Regions from separate parts of the Mus musculus genome. Here region 2 is linked to region 1. Evidence: chromatin contacts called from public Hi-C data. All regions are on one chromosome and are shown on one strand. The core of a region is the stretch at or near the end of the contact, and the rest is flanking DNA. Distances in the headings are between cores, read along the strand shown.

Region 1 (4,953 bases), core at 807-3,306:
CAAACCACATTTCTTAAGCACCTGCTCTGGCTTGAGTCTCTGTGCTCGCCCTCCCTTCCACTTACTCAGCTTCTCAGTCCATGGAGGGTCTTGGGGGGGGATGGGCAACATCAAACCTAGAGTCCAGTAAGGCTACAGCTTAGATACCCAAGACCAGATCTTAAACTCTATCGGGTCTTATCTATCTGGAGGAGCTGGCATTCTGGGGTTCCACTGTTCATCTCCATGACACCCCGGTTTGTGCCAGCACTACTCACCCCCACAAGATGGCCCAGTGTGACCGACAAGCCAATGGATAAGGCTGGGGAGCCCACCGGGCTGGTGCGGCGGGAGTCCGTGGAGGAGAAGATGCAGAGGGCCAGCTGGAAAGTCAAGATTAACTCCACCACCACGGCCTTGCCTGGTGTTGTGTTGTTGCTGAGCTGCAAGGAAGAGCTGGGTTAGGACCCTGCTAGCAGCCTTCAGGCTCGGTGACAGGCTAGACAAGTAAGGTTCTGGTCTTCAAGGACACCTAGAGCCTGAGCTCTTGGAAGTCAAGTCCCCTGCATGATCCAGACAGGCGATTTGTTGGAGAAACTGCACTTCAGTGTGCGCAAGCTTGAAGCTCAGGCCTGTAGCCAGAGGGTAGGGTGTCAGCAAGTTTTCCTGGGTGCCATCGTGTCAACGGCTCTGCCCAATCCCCAGCCCCCATGAGCTGGCATTTACCCTCCCTCCTGTGGGCAGCTGCCCAGTTTGCCTACTGCAAACAGCCCCTGGCCTCCTATCCATGCCTGACCCGCTGCCGGTGCCAACTTCAAACCCGTCTCTCCAGTGTGTCTGACTCACAGCTTGACAATGGCCGAGAAAATCCTCCTCTGTGTTTGATTAATGAGCCCAGTTCACATGGGACAGGGGGCTGAATCTAGGGCTGCAAAGATGGAGAGACAGCAGGGGGGCAGGAGCAGGGGTTACAAAAGGGGGAGCCAGCACTGGGGGTGCATCACATCATGGCTTCTAAGTGTAATCCCCAGGGCACTGGCTGTGCTCTGATCACCTCCATGTCATGGGTAGTAAACTGGAAGCCCAGGGAGATCACGGTTGCTCCAGACCTCCATCCATCACTATCCATGGCTCCTTGGTGGGTCCCTTAAAACTACACCACCAAGGGGGGTCACAAGAAAGAAGTCACAGGTGAGATTAGAGATGGAAGGGATGTTTTGGCGGCCCTGGGGAGTTAGGCCAGGGAATGCAGCATAGGAGAGGGAGGGGTAGATGAGGGAGAATGTGAAGAGAAGCCAGGACCCGGGAGCACTGAGGTTGGCCAGGAGGTTGGTCAGCCTGCTCTTACTGGCTAAGTTATGCCCTGGTGTTTTGGTTGTACCCATTCTCAAGATGGAGGAGCATGGAAGGTCTGGTCTGAAATGTCCCCAGGGTCCCTGCCCATCCCTCCACAGTCTGGTGGACACTCACCGCATTGACGGCCAGGTTACCCCGGGCATTGCCTGGCGCCAACCAGTACAGGATGCCTGCTCCAGCAATGGCACCCACCAGCTGGGCTGCCACGTAGAAGATGGCTCGGAGCAGAGAGATCTGGTTGCCTATTAAGAGGGCCAGAGTAATGGCCGGATTGATGTGGCCACCACTCACAGGTCCCAGGGCTTGGGCCAAGGTACCTATGGCCAGGCCAAAGGCTATGGAGATCTGCAGAATGGTGGGCAGCGCCGAGGGCCACTTGAGTGCCGAGCCCAGGCCAAAGAAGACGAAGATGAGGGTGGCCAGGAACTCTGCGAACACGGCCTTGAAGAAGGCAACTGAACACACCTCCTTCTTCATGGTGGCCTTGGGGGCCCGGTGGCAGCGGCTGCGTCGCGGGGCGGCCGTCGGGGCGGCGCTGGCAGCGGCGGGCGTCTGTCTGCGGGGCTCTGCGCGACGTGCGGTGCCCACTCCGTGGCAGGCGGCCTGGCGCGGACCGGGCAGGGGCGCGCTATATAGAGGGCGCGCGCCCCGCGGCGGGCAGAGCGCGGGGGGGCCGGGGGCGGCTCCCGCGCCCAGAGGCCAGCGCAGCGCGCAGGGAGCGAGCCTGGCGGGCGCGCGCTCGCAGCCCCCCGCCCCGCGCACCCCCGGCCCCCCGGCCGCACAGCGGCGGACCCGCCCGGGCCACGTGACCCACGCGGCAGTGTAGACTGGCCCGGCGGTCTGGGTCGCGCGCATCGTGCGCTCAGCGCTGCTCCCGCGCCCTCCTGGTCGACGTGCGTGCTGGGCTCTCCTGGCGGCTGAGCGCGGTCCCGGCTCTCCTCTCGCACCGAGCTCTGGAAGTCCCTCTCCGGCCGGCCTTTACCGGCGTCCGGGGCCGGCCGGCAGCCTTCCCCTTTTCTCCTCCTTGGGCTCGCGCGACCGGAGCATCTTGACCCGGTCGGTCTCACCCACGGACGGGTCAGAGTGATGAGAGTCTCTGAGGACAGCGCCTCTTAGCTCCTTATCCGCCCGTGGCGGGGGCGGTTCGGCGATCGTGGGCCTCTCCCCGGTCCAGCCCGGCAGGAGCGGGGGCGTTGGATCGGGAGTACAGTGCCAGCCTGCTCTGCGCTCGGCAATCCTCGACGCCGCGTGTGGCGGTGCCTCTAGGCAGCGGGCTCTAGGAGGCGTTCTCAGTGGTAGCCCTTGGGGACCCTGGGGTGGTGATCAATTTGGGTTGTTTGGGCTTAGGGAAGTGCCTGAGACTGGGGTCAGAGGAAAGGGTCTTGGCCTCTTCTGTTTTCAACCCAGAACTCCATCACTTTAGTCACACTAGACCTCCGGAGTGGCTGTTTGCTTCTTGTCCCTGTTGGTCTTTCTCCCAACGTGACAGTCTCAGTACCCCCATCCCCACCTCTCTTTGTCTCTCTGTCTCTTTCTGTGTCTCTGGCCCTCTCCCTCCATGTGTTCCTGCGTTTCTGCGCCCTCTCCCCACCAGTCTTTTAGCCTTGTCTCTTTTCCTCAGTCTATCACCCTTTGACTTCTGAGTCTTCCTCTTTCTGCCTGTCTCTCTGACTCTTCGTTTCTACGTTTTCTTCCTTTTTTTTAAAACGAGCTGTCCATTACTGTTTCTAGCTCTATCTAGTTCGCCTGCCTTTAGCCTCTTTCAATCTGCAGGTCTTTGTTTCTGCCGGCCTATCTCACTTTCTAGTTTGCACACTCATACAGTTGGTTTTTCTCGTCCCCACCCCCACTCCATCAAGTCCTTGCACTCTTGGACTGGCCAACACATTTTTCTAGTTCCCAGCTTCCTCTTGTCCTTTTTTTCTTTGGGCTTCCAGACCCTCTCCATTGCTTCTCCCAACCCTCCACCTTCCCCCTCCGCAGGTTTGGCATGTGTAGAAGGAGATTGGAGGGAGGACCTTCTAGGGTTTGGGGGCAGGGCAAGGACCCATCCTCAGGATCCCAGAAAAAGAGCTGCACTCCCTCTACCCCGTACGGTTAGTGTTTGAGCACTTTGCACCGTTGCACCGTACCAGCCATAGAGCAAGGCCCAGGAAAGTCACCTCATGTCTTGGTCAGTTTTAAAAGCCTCCTAGGGTAATTGAGCCCTAGGGTGCAACAGAGGAAGAGAAAAGATACACGTGTCCAGCAGGGGCTGAGGGTGGAGCCTAAGGAAAAGCAAGAACGGGGAGGAGGAACTTTGGGCCAGGTGGCAGCTAAGAGGCCAAAGAAAACAGGGTCCAAAGAAACCCCACTATTGTTCCCGTTCTGCCTGGCATTTCCTGCTGAGCGGCTCTTCCCCAACGGCCCTGGTCAGGTGGACTGTTCTTTTCTCCGGAGTCGCAGGGCTATGCCCCCAGCAGAGCAGGGCAGTGCCTCCAGGATCAGAGACCTTCAGGCCAGACATCTTCCTGTGGCTGCAACTCAATTTCCTTCCCCGGCCACCCTCCCTCTTTTTGAATGCATCTTCTCTGCCCAGGCACAGTCTTCCTGGATCCATAGGTCTCACAATCTGTCCTTTTAGAGCGGGCTGGTCTCATGTGCTGCCTGGGAATTTGAGCCTTCTCTTTCCCAGCTAACAAAGGACCGAGAACTTGTTCTGGCTGGGAATATAGCTCAGTGGTAGAGTTCTTGCCTAGCATATGAAGGGCCCTAAGTTCAATGCCCAGTACTGGGGGATAGGGGAGAAAAGCTAGTTTTGGCCAGGCATGGTAGCTGTTATTTCCAACCTTCAGGAGGCAGAGACAAGCAGATTGCTGAGTTCAAGGACAGACTGATCTACATAGTGAGTTCTAGGTCACCCAAAGGCTACATAGTAAGACCCTATCTCAAAAACAAACAAAACAAACAAAAGAACTAGTTCTTGACATTTTATGGATTAAAAATATAGATTTGAATTGTCTCTACTTTGAAAGTGATTTAATTTCAAGCAACTTTGTGAGGAGTCCAGAAGTCAGAAGTCACTGGCTCAGGCTGGGATGGAGACCACAACGTGCCACACAGACTTGGTCACAAGGAGTCGTTTTGGTGTAACTAAGGAGGCTCCATCTGTCAAGGTTACCCCGAGTGGCAGCCGATTCTGTTTCCAAGGCTGTGTCTGAGATCTTTTCATATCTCTGACCATCAGTCAGGGTCACCAGATCTCTTACTGGGGACAAGGTGTGATAGAATTACTGGTAAATTTTGGGGAATATGGGAAGAGAAAGGAACCCCTGGCCACCCTTGCCCTAGAGTGTGGGCGAAGCTCCCGCCAGCTGAGAACAGTAAATGCCAACACATTTAGCAACATCTGCTTAAGGCCTTTTTCCTCTCACAGTGTAAATGCTCAGTTTCCTAGGTCTCTCAGGAAGGACCCCATTCACCATGAAAAGCTATCCTAGCCAACTTGTGAAGTCGTGGTATCTGTTGCCCGTTCCTTATCTCACTGTAACCCCATCTAAGGCTCCTCTGAAGCCACTTAATAGTCTGTTATAGAAGGGGGGACTCACTGGCTCAGAGTCACTAACTCCAAGGCAATAA
Region 2 (4,818 bases), core at 451-2,950, 210 kb before region 1:
CAAAACAGACACACACACACACACACACAAGTGGGAGGGGGCGATATTTATCCTTTGGGAATGGAAGACTGCCTTGGATCATCTGGAACCGCTACGTGGTTGCTGGAAATTGAGCCCAGGTCTTATGAAGGAGCAGCCAGTGCTCGTAACTGCAGAGCCACCTCTGCAGCCCCAAGGAAACTTTCTTGAAATACCATGCTTTGTCAAGCTGCTATTCTTCCTTCAAGGAGATGTCTGAGCATGGTCTCCGATACTCCTGCCTGGAAGTTTCTGAGTTCATGACCTCTGTCTGCCGGTGGGCAGTGATGTCAGCGTTACGTGTACCCCCACAGGTTCAAGGGGACCGGATTCAAGGGGAGAGAATATCCCAGGAAAGGTGTACCTACAGATTCTCAAGAGCTGAGCATCTTGTTTGGTTTTGGTTTTGGGTCACAGGGTCTCATGTAGCACAGGCTGTGTTAGCAAGGATGACCCTGAATTTCTGGCCCCTCCTCTCTCTGTGGTTTCTCAAGTGTTGAGATTACGGGCATGTGCCAACCTGCCAGCAGGAATGGCCTCTTTATAACCAAGCACGGCTTTCAGAGAAAAGTATTTCATGTCATCAAATGAAATGCTGCATGTGAGGCCATCAGTGCGATACTTGGCATATAGTAAACACTCGCTAAACGTCAACTGTGATTTTTCTGATTTATCCTCTGCCAAGGCAGAATTCCTGTAGTGAAAAGAGACTGGGGGTGGGAGGGGGGGAATGCTGGCATTCAGGTGTGGTCGGCCAGCCACCTAGTCTCCATTGTGAATGTATTCAGCTCATTAAAGACCTTGATATATATATACTTAAAAATAAAAGTGATATATATATATATACACTTTTATGTAAAGTTGATGGCTTCTGAGGAAGAGATATATACCTCTACATAGGGTCTGCTTCTTGTTTAAAAAAAAAAAAAACTGGAAGTTTTTTGTTGGTTTTTATTGTTCTTCCCCAACCTGATCCCACACAGACACACACACACCAACCCCGACCCTTCACCAAGGTATGGCAGTGTTTTGGTCTGTTTTCCCATACACACACACACACACACACACACGCACACGCACGGGCGCGCGCGTGTGTATGTCTATACACCATGTTTGTTCCTGACACCTGAAGTGGTCATAAAAGGTTGCTGGATCCCCTGAGACTAGAGTATTGTATTGATGATTGTGAGACACCATGTAGGTGCTGGGAATTAAATCTGAGTCTTTAAAATGAGCCCACTCTCCAAGACTGGCTCTGCTCCCCTCCCCTCCCCTCCCCTCCCCTCCCCTTCCCTCCCCTCCCCTCCCCTCCCCTCTAAGACATGGTATACTGTAGCCCAGGTTATCATCAAACTCACAACATAGCAGGGGGTTATCTTCAACTCCTGATTCCCCTGCCTCCACCTCCCAAGTCTCAACCTTTCCATAAAAAACAGGAAAATAAGAGTAAGAATAACCCCTGGGTTTAAATACTTTCCTTTCCCTTGCCACGGAGTGTACTTGGCGCCATCTGAGGGGGGGTTGTTCTTAATGCCGGGGGGGGGGGGTGTTCTTCCTAAGATATGGCGTGAAAGTTCTTTATGAGGGAGATGATACCGGCTTGGCAGCTGAGTGCTGTCTGCTCTAGTGTTCCTCTGTAATTGAGAGGCACGTTAATATCCTCATAAAAGACATTTTGCTGCCTGTTGTTTAAATGCTCAGCTGTTCTGGGGCCGTTACTTCCCTGCAGGCTGCCAGTGACTAACTGGAGTCAGCAGGATTTTATGGAACTGGCACCGGTTTGCGCTTGTATTTTTAATGCGCTTCTTAATCCTCCTTAATCTTTTTTATTCTTGTAGGTTTCTACAACTGAGAATAGTCTAGTGGCCCTCTCTGTCCCTGCTGAAGATGACACCTGTAAGCATTTGCTCCGAGCTCTGTGGCGGGGTCCTCCTCCCCCTGCTATCGTCTGTAGAGAATGTACCAAACCTAGCAACCAATCTCATCAGGGTCTGGGTGCTAAGGGCTGGTGCTGGAACACCCTTCACACATTCATAGTTTAGGGAGAAGTTAAACACTGTTAGCCAGCAGTGGTGGCACACACCGGTAACCCCAGCATTAGGAAGGGTGAGGCAGGCAGATCTCTGTGAGTTCAAGACCAGCCTGGTCTACAGAGTGAGTTCTACAGAGTGAGTTCCAAGACAGCCAGGCCTACACAGAGAAACCTCATCTTGAAAAGCCAAAAAGAAAAAGAAATTAAATATGGTTAACATGAGAGAAAAAGAATATTTTAATTTTTGAGGTTTTCATTTATTGTGCATGGGTGTTTGCCTGAAATACATTTGTGTACCACAAGCCTGTAGTATCGATCAAGGCCAGAAGATGGCATTAGATCCCTTGGGTCTGGAGGAGTAGCCAGCACTCTTAACTGCTGGGCCATTGCTCCAGCCCTCACTGAAAGAATATTTTTAACAACACTTCTCTCATTGAACTTATCCTGTTTCTGTACCAGACTCTTCCAAGTCCGAAGCTACATAAGCAGATCTTGACGTTTTACTTTGACAGAGGTTGTTCAAGAGAGATGGATTAATTTTGGAAGAACATTTTAAAGGCCTAAGGATTTTTTTCTACTTAAGTGCTAAATTTTCATACTTTTATCCTGTTTTGGAGTATTTTAAGCCTGATTTCTCAAAGATAAAAGGTTTGAGAGATGGCTCGGCGTTAAAGAGTACTGTCTGCTCTTTCAGAGGTCCTGAGTTCAATTCCCCGCAACCACACGGTGGCTCATAACCATCTGTAATGGGATCTGACGCCCTCTTTTTGTGTGTGTATATGAAAACGGATACAGTGTACTCATATATAAATAAAAATAAATACATTTTTAAAAAAAGGTTTGGGGTTGACTTGGCTCTTACCACCTCTGATTTTCTTTTTCTTTTTTTTTTTTTGTTTTTTGTTTTTTTTTTTTTTGTTTTTTTGTTTTTCGAGACAGGTTTTCTCTCTGTAGCCCAGGCTGGCCTAGAACTCACTTTGTAGACCAGGCTGGCCTCAAACTCAGAAATCTGCCTGCCTCTGCCTCCCGAGTGCTGGGATTAAAGGTGTGTGCCACCACGTTCGGCCCGCCCGCCATCTCTGATTTTGACCACGGTTTCACTACACACTGGAGCTCACTGTGTAGGTTGATCTATCCTGCCTCCCAGACCTACGTGGGCCACACGCTTATGATACTGGGACCACTTCTGATTCTAATATTTAGGGACTCCCTCTGAAGCCCTGGCTGTCCTGGAACTCACTCTGTAGATCAGGTTGGCCTCGAACTCAAACTCAAACCTGCCTCTGCCTCCCCAGTGCTGGGACTGGAGATGTGCACCACTGTGGCCAGCATGCTTTTTTTTCTTTTTTTTTTTTCCCTTGATAAAAGAATGAAAAGTTTTTCTTGATAATTATTACAGTTCTGGGCCATCCAGGGCTACACAGGAGATATCTCCTATGTCAAAAAATTTTTCAAACAATGACTGACAAAGACTCAACATGAGCCGGGTGTGGTGGCGCACGCCTTTAATCCCAGCACTTGGGAAGCAGAGGCAGGCGGATTTCTGAGTTCGAGGCCAGCCTGGTCTACAGAGCGAGTTCCAGGACAGCCAGGACTACACAGAGAAACCCTGTCTCGAAAAACCAAAAAACAAAAAAGTCCAGGACAGCCAGAAACCCTGTCTCAGAAAAAAAAAAAACAAAAAACAAACAAACAAAAACAACAACAACAACAACAAAAAAGACTCAACATGCAGTCTCTCTTTTTCCCAGCCTGGAAGTTACTAGGGTTGCAAACCACCAGGAACATATCAAAATCTATACACAGCTTCGAAGTGGCTAAGGCTTCAGAGCAGAATGTTGTTCTGCATGGTCTGGGTCCCAGCTGTGTGCTGCAGGGCAAGAAGGTCTCACTGACAGCCTGAGTCCTAGCGGGGCCCAGGACACCTTCAGTTTAGCCCTTCTTCAACAGAGAAGCAGTATTTCTCCTGATGCTAAAAGGACCAGTCAGTCCCTGGTGGGAAGTACCCATGTTTTGCTTTTTCAAAACTCTCTTCCTGAGGCTTGCGTGAGCTACTCTAATATGCCTGCCTTCTGTGACTTAACCAGGTAACTCCCAGGTGAAGAGCGAGGCCCAGCAGCCTATGCACCCTAAGCCGCTGAGTCCTGACGCCAGGACCTCCAGTCTTCCGGAAAGTTCTCCTTCCAAAACAGCGAAGGTACGGTGGTGCTTGCTCTCTGAGTCTTACGTATTGCCCGTTGCTTTTTTAAGTTACTGGTTGGTATGTGTCCTGGACGGGTATCTTTTTTTTTTTTTTTTTTAAAGATTTTGTATATGAGTACACTGTCTTCAGACACACCAGAAGAGAGTATAGGATCCCATTGCAGATGGTTGTGAGCCACCATGTGGTTGCTGGGATTTGAACTCAGGACCTCTGGAAGGGCAGTCAGTGCTCTTAACCACTGAGCCATCTCTGCAGCCATGTGTGTTGCAGTTTTTATTGCTCTGTTCAGCATTGCCTGTTTGTGCTTTCCTAGCTGTAATGCCAGTAGGGATATGCTTCAGAGTCGCTTTCAGGGGCAGGAGAGATGGCCCACTGGTTAGAACACCTACTGTTCTTTCCGAAGACGCAGGTTCACTTCTCACTACCCACATGGTGACTCACAACCATCTGTATGTAACTCCGGTTCTGGGAGGTCTACCATCTATCCTCTTCTGGCCTCCTGGAGTACCAGGAATGCATGTGGTGTGTGGTGCACATATGTACATGCAGGCAAAGCACTCATACA

What was found. Hi-C and Micro-C count contacts between places; a contact is called where the count stands out from the background.
Region 2: a Hi-C map of cortical neurons shows a contact between it and region 1, with 3 times the contacts expected there. The contact joins the enhancer-like site here to the promoter of Aqp5 in region 1. A contact is called at or near these places in 7 of 39 promoter capture datasets (the C10 cell line, the HPC-7 cell line, HPC-7-derived erythroid cells and 3 more), 3 of 15 datasets of contacts at CTCF or cohesin (embryonic stem cells, large pre-B cells and stem cell-derived epiblast-like cells), 69 of 484 Hi-C or Micro-C datasets (the 63-12 cell line, the AML12 cell line, B cells and 38 more), 10 of 115 datasets of contacts at active chromatin or transcription factors (VIP interneurons, embryonic basal ganglia, embryonic forebrain and 6 more) and 3 of 9 other capture datasets (adipose tissue, embryonic stem cells and liver).

Annotation. Positions count from the first base shown.
Region 1 is chr15:99,588,131-99,593,083 of GRCm38.p6, reverse strand. It overlaps Aqp5 (aquaporin 5), which reads right to left and starts at 2,056. Exons shown (of 4, transcript NM_009701.4): 1 at 1,450-2,056; 2 at 258-422. The coding sequence starts at 1,812. The region is part of intron 3 of Gm34765 (a long non-coding RNA gene); the gene reads left to right.
Region 2 is chr15:99,793,838-99,798,655 of GRCm38.p6, reverse strand. It overlaps Lima1 (LIM domain and actin binding 1), which reads left to right. Exons shown (of 11, transcript NM_001113545.1): 8 at 1,857-1,914; 9 at 4,138-4,247. Among named protein-coding and RNA genes, the nearest start is that of Gm25897, 6.9 kb to the left of the region's middle. Within about 2 kb of position 1,700, at least 16 of the 459 cell types and tissues checked have an H3K27ac peak or open chromatin away from gene starts, as enhancers often do. A contact at or near this core is called in VIP interneurons, cortical neurons and muscle stem cells, where this site is marked.